Linked DNA regions of Mus musculus: regions 2 and 3 are each linked to region 1. A link is a contact called in public targeted proximity ligation data. All regions are on one chromosome and are shown on one strand. The core of a region is the stretch at or near the end of the contact, and the rest is flanking DNA. Distances in the headings are between cores, read along the strand shown. Region 1 overlaps Exoc6 (exocyst complex component 6). Region 2 overlaps Myof (myoferlin). Region 3 has its middle 99 kb from the start of Gm52397.

Region 1 (4,307 bases), core at 1,324-3,823:
ATTGAAGAAGAAAGCACTTACTGAGCAAGCCACACTGGGCACCAGACTTTCCTCTTTCTGTGAAAATACCACATTAGGAAAATTCTAGATGAAGCTTAGGAGAGAATTTTAGATAGAGTCACAATAAACTTAGTCAAAATCCACACAAAGGGCTAGTGGTGGGCTTCAATCAATAGAGTGCTGGCCTAGCATGCATGAGGCCTTGGATTCAACCCCCGGCACCTTAGAAACCCTGGCATGGTGGTGGACTTTGTAACCCCAACACATGAACAGGAGAGGCAGGAGTTTAAGCGTACACTACAAAAAAACACTCTGTTTTAAAACACAAAAGTTTTCCTTTTGCTTCCTCTTTGACTTGTCTCCCAAGGTTAACAGCCTTTAAGCTGTCTTTACCCAAGTCTTCTCTATTCAAATGTCCATTTCCCAAGCCTGCTTTCAGCCGTGCCTTCTGCTCCCTTCTGCTCTCCCTCTGTGGGGACTATGGGTGAGCTCAGGGTGCTGTGTGCCGCACTTGTTCACAAGCATCAGCCTTTAAGTCATTCACTGTGGAAGCAAAATATTCTTGAAGCATGTCTCTTCTTCCTCTCTCTCTCTCTTCCTCTCTCTCTCTCCCTTCCTTCCTCCCTCTCTCTCTCCCTTCCTCCCTCCCTCCCTCGCTCCCTTATTCCCTCCCTCCCTTTCTTCCTTCTTTCCTTTCTCCTCTTTTTATTATTTAAATTTTCCTTTCTTCCTTTTTTCTTTATTTATTTGAGCCAAAGTGTCACTATGTAGCCCTGGCTGGACTGGAACTCTATGTAGACCAGGCTGGCCTCAAACTCAGAGACCTACCACCTCTGCCTCCTGAGTGTTAGGATTAAAAGCACATAAGCGGGCTGGTGAGATGGCTCAGTGGGTAAGAGCACCCGACTGCTCTTCCGAAGGTCCAGAGTTCAAATCCCAGCAACCACATGGTGGCTCACAACCATCTGTCAGGAGTGTCTGAAGACAGCTACAGTGTATTTACATATAATAAATAAATAAATCTTTAAAAAAAAAAGCACATAAGCCGCACACCAGGCCTTCCATAAAGTATTTGCAGTGCTAAGCTATGCTGTGTGATGGTGCTAGGCAGCCATTAGGTGGGTTTGGAATTTCAGAGAAAGGCAAATAACGGCAGTGAACACAATCAGATTTATAAACTTCCCATTTGCCAAATTTCTGCGGCTGCTGTGGCTACAGTAGCATGCAGAAACTGCCATGTTAGTATGTTAATTTATTAAAATTAACTTTTTTCCAAAATAACACACAGCAAATAATCAGATGGAGCATATCGTGGGACAGAGTTCACCGCTGTGCCTCTCCACTCTCCGAGGATCAACAGTGTGTGGGTTGTCCTGGTGCTGTTTTTATTCTGACGTTAATTCTGCTTCCTCAAGATCACGTACTCAGGTGATTTCATGTGAACCGTCTCCCTATTTTAACTGGTCAAATGAAGGCTGGAGCCTGTGACTGGGCAGTGGAAGGGAAGGGCGGGACTGAAGGCTTTCGAGAGTGGGGGAAGACAGGGAAGAAAAGGAGACAGAAGAAGAGGAGAGGGAAGGAAGATGGAGCAGAATCAGATGGCCTGGAGCAGCCGCAAGTAGCCAGGGACCTCCTAGCTGGGGAGCAGAGTAGTGTAGTAATAAATCCGCCCAATCTAGGCGTGCAGCTTATAAATATCCTAACTGAGCTGTGTGTTTTTGCACGGACTTATTGGGGTTGGGGATTTACCACAAGACAACACAACACTAACTCCTGTTCAGCTTGGTGGCATTAAGGTGGTTAAGCACCTTTAACCCCAGCACTCGGGAGGCAGAGGCAAAAGGATCTCTGAGTTCGAGGCCAGCCTGATCTATAGAGTATAAGTTCCAGGACAGCCAGGGCTACACAGAGACACCCTGTCTCAAAAAACCAAAAAAAAAAAAAAAAAAATAGTTTTGAGGTGTACTGCACAATTTACTCAGTGAAAATCAATGGTTTTCAGTACATTCACAAAGTCTGACACTATTTCAATCCATTTTAGAGTCTGCTGCCCAGCTCCCATAGTTACCAGCAGTCACTGCTCAGATGGCAGTCCTGCAACATGGTCTTTTGTAATTGGCTCTTTCATTTAGTATGTTCTCAAGGTTCACCATAATGTAGCATCTATTAGTACTTCCTGCCTGCTGTTGATAAATTATATTACACACACACAAACGGGGAGGGTGAGGAAGGAAAAAGATATTCATCAAAATAGTCATTATATCTCTGAAGTTTTAGTAATATCTATCATTCTGAAAGCTGGGCTACACAAGGTCATGGTTTAACATGCACTATAGACATCTAGGGCATTTCTAAACCAACACTCTGCTTCTGAAACCTCCTTTTGTGAACCCACAATGGCACCACCTAACACACCAAATAAACATACTCGGTCATACATTTAATTTTCTGCCTGGATTCATTACATCATCTGATACACTTATGTAAGGCGAAACTCGAAGGCTCCCAGCAGTAAGGGGTTAAAGCCTGAACCCCCGAGAGGCGCTTATGAGACACGCGGTTCTTTCTGATGAGTCATTTTGATTCATCACAGTACTGAAGAAATAGGATAGACCCGTGTGAACTGAGTGTGGGAGAAATCAAGCAGTAGAAGGCAAAAGTCTAGATTAGCTGAGGGAGGAAACTGCCTACCTCTCTGTGTTCAACGATAGCTGGGCTAAAGACCTCACTAGGTGCACGGTCCTAGTGTGACTGCCGAGAAGTGGGGAGGGGCGGGGATAACCATTTTTTCATCTAAGAGAATCTAAGTGGGTGTCCCATTAAATCTCGCTTCCCACATGAGATAATGGCTATGATTTAAAATAAAGTACAAGAAAATGTGGAGAATCTAATACCTGGGTTAATTTGATCTCCAGTAAAATTAGTCATATATGTTTAACTCTAAAATTTTAGTAAGTCTAATAAGATTTATAATTTGTCATATGAGTGCTAGTTCTGGCTTATGGGACTAAACTAAATTGAAATTAAAAACTAAATACTTTAGACACTGATGTGTCTAAATGGCATCTTGTCATTTCCCTATTTAAAATGGGACTTAGAGCCAGGGCATGGTGGCACACGCCTGCAACCCCAGCCCAGGGGAGCCAGATGCAGAAGCTCGGGGAGCCCGAGGCCACCCTCAGCTTCCCAGCAACTTTGAGACAAGCCTGGGCTACGAGACCCTGTCTCAAAACACAAAAAACAAACAAGCAAAATGGAACTCAAGGCGTTTACAGTGGCGAGATGAAAACAGACCCCAACTGCTTTAGAAAGAAGAGGTGCATTTCCACTGTGGGAGCCTCTAGTTCCACAGCTCAGACTACCATCCCTCTGCTTTAGAGACCTGCATGGGCCAGCCTTTACCGTTTGCCTTGGAGTCCAATGCAAAGTGAACTGGACTAGAGAAGACAGCATAGTGGACATTAGCAAAAGGGGCACTTTTTGTTGTTTGTTTGTTTTTTAAAATATTTTTTTATTTCTTTTATGTATGTGATTACACTGCCAATTTCTTCAGACACACCAGAAGAGAGCATCGGATCCCACTACAGATGCTTGTGAGCCACCGTGTGGTTGCTGGGAATTGAACTTAGGACCTCTGGAAGAACAGCCGGTGCTCTTTACCTCTGAGCCATCTCTCCAGCCCCAAAGTGGGCACTTTATTATGCCCATTTAACAGAAAGAGTATTGTGGCTGGCGTCGGAGCACAGTGGTAGTGCAATGCACACACACAAATAAATACGCTACTGTTTTGTATTTAAGAGGACCTGTATTCTCAGTCATTTCTTTCTGTAATAGATTTTATTATCTTTACTCAAGCAGTTTAAAATATGTATCTTTTTCTTAAATCTAAAAGGCACTTTAATTAACCATTTACCTCCAGATCTGATTGTATATGTAATTATCTTTTGTCAGGTATAATAAAAAAATATTTGCTAGAAAAACATGTCAGAACACTTGCTGCTTAATCTGTTTTAAAGAGAAATGTCTTTCCATAGCCTGGAGCATAGTTAAATAGAGGAGTAAAAAGGCAGACAGCAAACCAAGAAGCCTGATTCACTAAGGCAGGGGTTCACAGCTTGAAGGCAAGGCTTAAGTTGGGCCTCAGTGCTTAGTAACAGATTCCAGAGAGGTTAAGTGACAACTGCAACATTGTGACAAATGTACTTGAAGACCCACTGTTAGGCAGTAGCTATAGGCATCACACTCTTACTAAGGCTGTAGCTATAAAATAACAAACAGTAGCAAGGGAGCAACTTATTTTCTTGGGA
Region 2 (4,307 bases), core at 585-3,084, 230 kb before region 1:
GGATTAAAAGTGCAGGCCACCATGATATTCTGGACAAGTACTTCACTCACTCAACTATATCCTCAACCCCTAGGAATCGGGGTTTGTTCTCCAGAACTGCAGAGAGGGAGAGGGAAAGGGAGAGGGGGGCAGTTCTCCATGTGACATCCGAAAAGGTGACTTGCTGGAAAAATACAGCGTCTAGCATGACACATGTTAACGTTACACATGAAGTGATACATGCTCACACCCAAGCACATGCAGCTAAAGATGCTTTCCTAGTTAACATATCTTAAAATCAAAACAAGAGAAGGTTCAAAAAAAAAAAAAAAGCCCAAGAGACAGAGAGATCTTGGGTCAAATATGGTGGTGAGTTTTTAGGGCTGGGTCAAGAAAAGTTTAAGAGTCGGGCAGTGGTGGCACATGCCTTTAATCCTAGCACTGGCAGGCGGATATCTGAGTTCGAGACCAGCCTGGTCTACAGAGTGAGTTCCAGGACAGCCAGGGATACACAGAGAAACCCTGTCTCGGAAACAACCAGAAAGGAAGGAAGGAAGGAAGGAAGGAAGGAAGGAAGGAAGGAAGGAAGGAAGGAAGAAAGAAGGAGGGAAGAGGAGAGGAGGGGAGGGGAGGGGAGGAGAGGAGAGGAGAAAGAAACATTGTAAGCCTGAGTTGAGAATCGGCTTCCCTGAGTGACAATCTTGAACTCTGTCTTCCCACCGACTTATCACTGGCAGAGAGGACAGGTGGGACCCAAGAGTCCAAAAGCTTCATTGTGGAACTAGGAATCGTTACTTTTCAAAGTTCCCATCTGATCCTAGCAGCCTGACCCCTTTGCCCATTGAAAAGTATCAATTCTTTTTTTTTTTTTTCCTTTTGTTTTGTTCTATTTTGCAATCTTGTTTTCAAGACCAGGTTTCTCTGCCTAGGTTTCTCTGGTTGTCCTCGAACTTACTTTGTAGACCCGTGTGGCCTCCAACTCAGAGATCCACCTGTCTGTCTCCCAAATGCTGTAATTAAAGGTGTGCGTACCACCGCGCCTGGCTGAAAATGAATTCTGAGTTTTAAACCAGAGGCAGGCGTATGTGACTGCAGCTTCCTTCCGCACACCGTTCATTCCATCAACAGACAGTTGATCTCATATCCACTCCGTGCCAGGCACAAGCAAAAGACAAGGTTCCCAACGATATCAGTTAAGATGCTTCGGATGAGAGGAGTGTTCTCAGCTAGGCATCTGGAAATAACAGCTTGCCTCTCCCTTGCCCGTCTCATTAATGAGATCACGGTGACTTTTGAGAATAATAAAAAAGGAAGCTGCAAGATTACTTGCTGGGTGCCTCTTTTTGTTTGCTTAAGTAAAATATGTGAAGGGAAATGCTAACATTTTGAGCTAACTTGCATTCGTTGAGCCTACCAGCCCCGATGACAGATGCTAATGAGTCATAGTTGTGAAGCCCACAATCATAGCCGGCAAGCTGCAGCTTACCCAAAATAGAAGCTACGTTGTTGATGATATTTTCCAGAAAATTTCACCTTAGCCCTGCTAACTACAGTCTAAAGGGTTTCCTGCTTTGGTTTTAAAGGAATTCTATTTTATTTGGCTCTAAGCTGAGTTGGATGCAACCGAGTGCCTCCCTTCCATAAATCACCCCCAGCTTGTGGATCACTGGACCCTGCCCAGAGAAAATGCATCACTTTTGCTCTTCCCTGCCCCACCCCCACCCCCTTAATCACTGAAGTTTTGCCCCGCTAGATCCCTTGTCAATCACAGCGAACTGAGTCTGTTTGCCTCTGCTTTACAGCTGGATTTCCGGCAGCGAAGAAAACAAACAGAAAACAGATGTCCACTACAGGTCCTTGGATGGTGAAGGCAATTTTAACTGGAGATTTGTTTTCCCATTTGACTACCTCCCTGCTGAGCAGCTCTGTATAGTCGCTAAAAAAGTAAGCCTTGAAAGATGTGGGCGGGGTGTGGACGTTTCAGGTCTGCTAGACTCAGAAAGTCAGAGGAGGTCAGGGCTGCTCGGGACCTGGGAGGTCACTGACTCGAGCTCCCTCTCGGTACAGACAGGGAATCTGAGACCCACAGAGGGGTAAAGCCTTGCCCGTGGTCACATAGCTATGACAGGTATTTGTTTGCGTATTTAGGGCTATGAGGACTGCAGCTTCCTTTCTGCTAGGCTCTTGGTGGCAAGACAAGAGACATTATAGAACAAAGGCCTTTTTTTTTTTCAGCCACTGTACACATGTGTTCTTTACGGAATGAATAGATGGCTATTCTCTGTCTTAGGCCAAACACAGGCCAAATATTAGAGGTGAAGTGTCCCTTTTTGCCTCTCTTGTTAAGCCTTGGCATCTGTGTTCCCTCACTCAGAAACACTTCTAGGAGAACTGAGGGCCCCAGTGGATTTAATTAGAAAGACGTTCCGTTACAGAACTTAGACCAGAAATGTGATTTATTGGTTGCCAGGCCTAGCAAGTCCAAGGTTGGCTCATTTTAAGAATGTCTGGAGGCCATGCAGAAGCAATGTCTTTGGAAGCTAGCTCCACATTCTCCTCCCACTGCTCTCTGTCCTCCATGGACCTCCCTTCTAGGCAGGCTCTTCCCTAGGGGAGGAAACACGGTAGCCATCACTCCACACGGTCACCTATATTCCTTCAGCACAGATAGAAGAAGAGAGCCAGGAGGGCATCCACCAGCATTCTAGAACTGGGCCTCAGGGTCTCCACCTCCACCTATCTAGAGACTTGTGGCTCTCCCTGAACCAAGCGCTGCTGCCCAGGATGCCTTACTCGGGCCAGGCACTGGCGCTAGAGATGGAGTCTGTCTTTGTCTACACCATCCCACCCCAGCCCCAGCCCTGCCCAGACTGTACCAACTGGGGAAGGAAAAGTTCTCCAAGAAAAGCCTGGGGTCTGCAATCTAGGTAGACAATCCTATGATCCCAATAGATGTCTTGTTCGATCCTGCCTTTCCTACCCCATCAGTCTATTCCATCCACTCACACCGTCTCCTTACACCCTACAAAATGCACCCACCCCAAGTCCCAATTGCCCTCTGATATCCGACCTTTCTGTGGCTGCTGTAGTAAGCACTTTGCCTGTGAAGGGTGGAATGGAGTCTACCGGGGTGGGGTAGGGTGGGGGGTGGGGACTTTCCAGAGGCTCAGAGGCTCTAATTAGTGTTGAATTGTGCATCCCTTCAGAGGTGAGGCAGAGCAGGACAGGTGAGGATGTCTGGGGTCAGATAGGACCTGAGAGATGGTTACTCTTCCTGTTTACCCACACCTAAGGTTAGACCTCTCCTCACTCCCTCAGTGGAACTTAGAGCATGACCCCACACATAGGACAGCCAGGCAAGACTAGCTGTGTGGGCTTTCCAGAGCCCTAGGAACTCCAAGAAAGAGAACCTTCCAAGAATATGAAAAATGAGAACCAACCCCATGGTCTTTAGAATTCCCAAATCGCTGGTAGAATTCCTGGTCTGACCAGGCCAGAGGCACTTAGGTATAGCTGGCCATGGAGGTATATTCTTAACTAATGTCTGGGCCGAAGCAGGGACTAGAGGTGGGAACTTGGTCCTCCGTGTCTCTACCTTCAATGTGAAAGATCAGAGGGTCTTAGGTGGCCACAGGTATGTAAAAGTTCACGGTATTTTTTTTTTAAGCTAAAAATTTCGGAACATTTTAGAATCTGTAGTAAAGCAAGAATAGAATCTGAGCCGCAGATTAAACCCACTGTTTGTAGAATGAAAGACTGTCAATCAAACCTTGAAGAACGGGGTGGGAATTTGCTCCATAGGGATAAAGACCCAGCAATGACATTGTGGGCTGGCCTAGGACAGGTAGTTTTAGGGGAGTCACAGTGGTCTTCAAGGGAAAATCTAAGCTCTCCCCACCCCACAGGGGTGGCAGCCTGAAGTCACACTGATAGGAATGTGGTGAGAAACCTGGTGTTTGGGGACTGCCTGGGACATCCTTTTTGTCACACAGTAGGCCTTGAGACTTCCTGGGAAGCCGGATGGCCTTCCAAATGCATGGAGAGGAAGCACAGGGTGTGAAGGCAGAGGCCTCAGTCTTATTGCTGTATCTACGGCTAAAAGTAAGGGTCTGACCGTGATCATATGATCTAGTCATGTCTCTTCTCACTTTAGGAGCATTTCTGGAGTATTGATCAAACAGAATTTCGAGTCCCTCCTCGGCTGATCATTCAGATATGGGACAATGACAAGTTTTCCCTGGACGACTACTTGGGTATTGCTTACCTTTCAGTCACCCCTCTAACACTGCACATGGAATTAATCGCTGAAACCAATTATAATTTGGAAA
Region 3 (4,307 bases), core at 1,020-3,519, 210 kb before region 1:
TCCTTCAGATTTAAGTCTTTAAAGTGACTTATAACATCTAGTGAGAGAAGTGGTCTCAAAATCTAAAATAGAGAGTGATGGGATGCAGAGACACCTGATGTCCAACTCTGTCCTCCACGTGGGGGCACACAGGCCGGCATTACCTCCACCACCACCCCCATCAATGTACACACTAAAATAAAATTTTTTCTCAAAATTTCAATATGGTTCCTATAGTTGCTGAGTTCAAGGCTGGCTGGTATGTTTATTACTGGTACAGGACAGAAGGGCTTCTTATTAACAAGAAGCATAATCCTAGCAAATAATTCCTCAAAGGGTTTTGCTGATCCGCCTGCGGTGTGTTCCTCTGATGAAAAGCCTATCTTCTACATTCTTCCCAAGGTAACGTTCATTTCCATCAGGCCTTTAAAGGGTGAGGAGGGTACGGCAGAGAACGAAGCCACACTCTCCAGGAAGGTCTAGCCTCAAGGTCAAGTGGCTGGGGGTTGCAGAAGTCCCCATGAGGCTTGTATACAGATTGGGATGTGATCTGGGGCTGGCCTCAGAGAGGCCCCAGCCTCCTCTGTACAGACACTGGTCTCACTAGAGACAGCACTTGGAAAATGGTCGCGTAGGAAGTGGTCCCTTCAAATGCACTAATACATAGGGACACATTTATACCCACAAAGGATGGACCTGCAGGTCTAAAGCGTTTCAATGTCTTTTTTTTATAAATGTATTCTAAGTTTTGTATTCTACCACAAAGGCTTTTAAAAAGTGAACCTTTGGACTCCATTTAGTACAATGAAGAAAAAAAAACTGCTCAAAAGTCTTCTTTAAACCTAGAGGCTGCACTTGGGTGGTTCAGCTCAAAATACAGACTGTGGTATATGTACGACTGGTTGAGTGCCCACATCTGTGGGCTGCTGTTCCACCCTCCCACCTCCAGGTGCATTCAAATGGCTTCCCGCAAGAGCAACCCTGTGTCAAGAGCTCCAAAATGGGGTGCAGATATGAATTTAATAACCGTAACAGCTCAGACTGGAGAGATGGCTCAGTGGTTAAGCACACGTATTATTCTTCCAGAGGACCTGAGTTGCGTTCCCAGCCCCCACATTATCTGACTCATGACCACGTGTGACTCCAGCTGCAGGAACATCTGATATCTCTGGGATCTTGGGCACCAGCAGAGTGCCTAGACCCACACAGAGACGTGTACATGTAATTAAAAATAACAAAGCAACCGTTTAAATAATGGTTACAGCTCACCTGGGCAGTCCTGGGGACACTGATCCATGTAAAAATGAACTTACAAGTAACTAATGGGGTTGCTAAGCACCCCATTAAAAATCTACATCAATCTTCAATTAGAATATATTTCGGAAGAACTAAATGTGGTGGTCTATGCCTTTAACCCAATTCGAGGCAAGGCAGCGGATCTTTGTGAGTTTGAGACCAACCTGGTCTACGTTACAATTTCCAGACCAGACAGGGCTATACAGTGAGACCCTGTCTCAAAATGAAACAAAACAAAAAACAAAGAATATACTCCAGGAACATACTGCATACCTCTCCTGTGGATTTGTACACACACACACACACACACACACACACACACACACACACACACACACACAGTGTTTCCAAACCAAATGTAATACATAATGGGTGCACAGGGGTCAAAAAAAAATCTCTGTAGTCAGAGGTCAAGGATGTTGCCCAATTGTTGAATGTGTGTGTCCTTGACAAGTGTGAAGTCCTAGTTTCACACCGCACCCCGAAACATAAACGAATGATTTAATTTTAAAAATCTGTACCCCCAACACTTTGATCAGTTCTCAGGTCCCTGCCATTGGGGAAGCAGATAGCTGAGACACAATGTGATCCTGGGTACAAATGCACTGCCACACCAGCGGAAGAAGAAAAAGACGCAGCAAGGTAAAGTGTAGCATAAACGGCCAAGAGTTAGGGCAAAGCAGAGAGTTGGGCGTCAGATCTTGGTCTTATTAAACTTTTTTAAACCCAATAAATATATTTATTGATATCGCGATCATTTTTGTTACTTCCGCAGGAGAACAGAAATCAGTTAAGGGTGGCTCTGGAAACACAGCCTAATGCTTTCCAAAGGAAAATATTCCATTGTAGAACGGGCCAGAATCTTGGGAAGACATAGACGTGTATTTCAAATACTGTCCACAAGATGGCAGCAGCATCCTCAGGTTCCCAGTTGGCACAAAAGGCATTCCATTCAGTCTGCATTCCCCGGAACCCCACCCAAGACAGGCATCTCTGGGACATATTTTAAGTGGAAGGTGACCAGCACCACCGCATCTAAAGGATGCCCTTTCTTCTGGAATGCTCTGGAAGTTTACGACTAGACAGACAAAAATGCTCCGGTCTTGAGAAAAAACGGGAAACCACCCATTCATTCAAGTATTCACTCGTGAAGGAACCTGGGATCCTGCTGAATCCTACGCTTCCTGCAGAGAGGTGCAGCAGGTCTCTGTTTCCGTGGCCTCGCAGTCAGTTTACACACAGTCTACCAAACCAGAAGGGTCTTCCATCCAGTTAAAAATCACCGTCCTGCAGACTGCAACTGCTGCGGAGCACAATGAAGGCTAGAACCCTACCCCAGGATGGGATGCCCACAAGGACTCTGCTCTCTAAGCTGCCCAGAACAGTAGAGTTCAAAGGGAGAGAACTCGTGGAGTTAAATCAAGACTGTGGGTTTGCCCACCTGTAAAACGACTTAAGTTCTTCTTTCTTTCTTTCTTTCTTTCTTTCTTTCTTTCTTTCTTTCTTTCTTTCTTTCTCTCTCTCTCTCTCTCTCTCTCTCTCTCTCTCTCTCTCTCTCTCTCTCTCTCCCTCCCTCCCTCCCTCCCTCCCTCCCTCCCTCCCTCCCTCCCTCCCTCCCTCCCTCTCTCTCTCTCTCTCTCTCTCTTTCTTTCTTTCTTTCTTTCTTTCTTTTTTCTATAGCCTGTTTGAAGTTAAAAATCTGGGCCGGCTAATGGAAGTTGCCACCTGGAATGTCTGGGGCAGTAGTGCAAGGTTACATTCCAGGCTCCTAGCAGAAAAATGTCAGCAATTTGCCTTTTGTCAACTGCAAATTAAAGTAATTTCCACGCAGAAGGTTTCTCCTGCTGGCAGTGAGCACCCAAAACACTAGGGCAAGCCGTGACCTGTCTCCCGTCCCCAGGGCCACCACACCTGAAGTTGGATGCACCTTGGAGCTGCAAAGAATGGCTGTCTTCCCTCTGAAATGCCCAACCAGATGGGCGCTAGTGGGGTACAGAGGGAAGTGCATCTTCTCAGTCCCTCTTAGTCCCTAGACGTTCTCGTAGAGTTGGGGAGGGCACTCAAAGGCTCTATAGAGAGGTGAGTCTGTGTACACTGTCATACCTGGCCTGTGATGAAAGTGTTGGACAGACTGGTGCTGATGTAGACACAGCATCTTTGGTGAAAGAGACACTACAGTCAGCATAGATGAGGGATCTTTGGAGCAAAAGAAAAGAGTGGGGTTCGAACCTCATTTGTCAACCTCCTGGCTTCCCCTGGGCCCCATACAGGCACCAATTACAGAGGTGAATAGTGAAACTTGTCCTCACACAGACTTAACTCTGAGCTTAGAGGCTGGAAACCACATTGGCTCTGCGATTGCCATGCTCCAGGGAGGGAAGCCAGTCCCTAGTGTTCAGATGAACTGCAAATGAATGGTCAGTGTCTTCACAGGCAGCCAGCATGCTTAGCTGGCCAATCACCTCCCTAAAAATTCTAACGCACACATACATGCACACATGCACTCATGCATGCACGCATGCACACACCATTCTGTGCCCAATGCCAGCCTGACTGGGGACCTCTAAGGTTCTGGAATCAATCCTGCACTTCTGCACACAGGTCGCTTTGATCAGAGTCCCACACTTCACGACCAGCACTGGGACTCCATCATCTGTCTTAACCTGTGACCTGTCTGAGTCTCCTTTTCCTAGTCTATCAGGTCAGATGACCTGAGATGTCTTTCAGCTGAGACACCTCTCAGAGCTACAGTTCATGATCCATGTACTTCACACTGGAGTGGAGGGTAGGGGTGGGGTTCAGGTTTTTACAATCTTTGCCCCTCCCCTTTTCCCATGCACACAGTGAGAGCTTTGTAGATAAGGAGAACAAGATTTAGAGATAAGAATCCAGGATTTCTCCAGGGGCTCACAAATTGAAAGCCATCCGTAGAAACCAAGCGGAACGGCACTTTTGAGCCTTTCAGGGTTAATGAACAAAATACTCAAAATTGAGCAGCTTATAAGCAACAGAAATTTGTATCTCACAGTTCT

Evidence for each region.
Region 2: a targeted proximity ligation map of embryonic fibroblasts shows a contact between it and region 1, with 9 read pairs. A contact is called at or near these places in 9 of 39 promoter capture datasets (the HPC-7 cell line, Sertoli cells, cranial neural crest and 6 more), 1 of 484 Hi-C or Micro-C datasets (embryonic fibroblasts), 14 of 130 datasets of targeted methods (the NIH/3T3 cell line, bone marrow-derived dendritic cells, craniofacial prominence and 8 more) and 4 of 9 other capture datasets (adipose tissue, liver, macrophages and 1 more).
Region 3: a contact with region 1 is called in a targeted proximity ligation map of embryonic fibroblasts, with 8 read pairs. A contact is called at or near these places in 11 of 39 promoter capture datasets (the HPC-7 cell line, Sertoli cells, cranial neural crest and 7 more), 6 of 484 Hi-C or Micro-C datasets (Sertoli cells, bone marrow-derived macrophages, embryonic fibroblasts and 2 more), 20 of 130 datasets of targeted methods (the NIH/3T3 cell line, bone marrow-derived dendritic cells, bone marrow-derived macrophages and 13 more) and 1 of 9 other capture datasets (macrophages).

The regions. Positions count from the first base shown.
Region 1 is chr19:37,671,872-37,676,178 of GRCm38.p6, reverse strand. All of the region lies in intron 20 of Exoc6 (exocyst complex component 6), which reads right to left. Among named protein-coding and RNA genes, the nearest start is that of Cyp26c1, 12 kb to the left of the region's middle.
Region 2 is chr19:37,905,203-37,909,509 of GRCm38.p6, reverse strand. It overlaps Myof (myoferlin), which reads left to right. Exons shown (of 54, transcript NM_001302140.1): 49 at 1,782-1,923; 50 at 4,133-4,232. Among named protein-coding and RNA genes, the nearest start is that of Gm52397, 79 kb to the left of the region's middle.
Region 3 is chr19:37,884,868-37,889,174 of GRCm38.p6, reverse strand. No RefSeq gene overlaps it. Among named protein-coding and RNA genes, the nearest start is that of Gm52397, 99 kb to the left of the region's middle.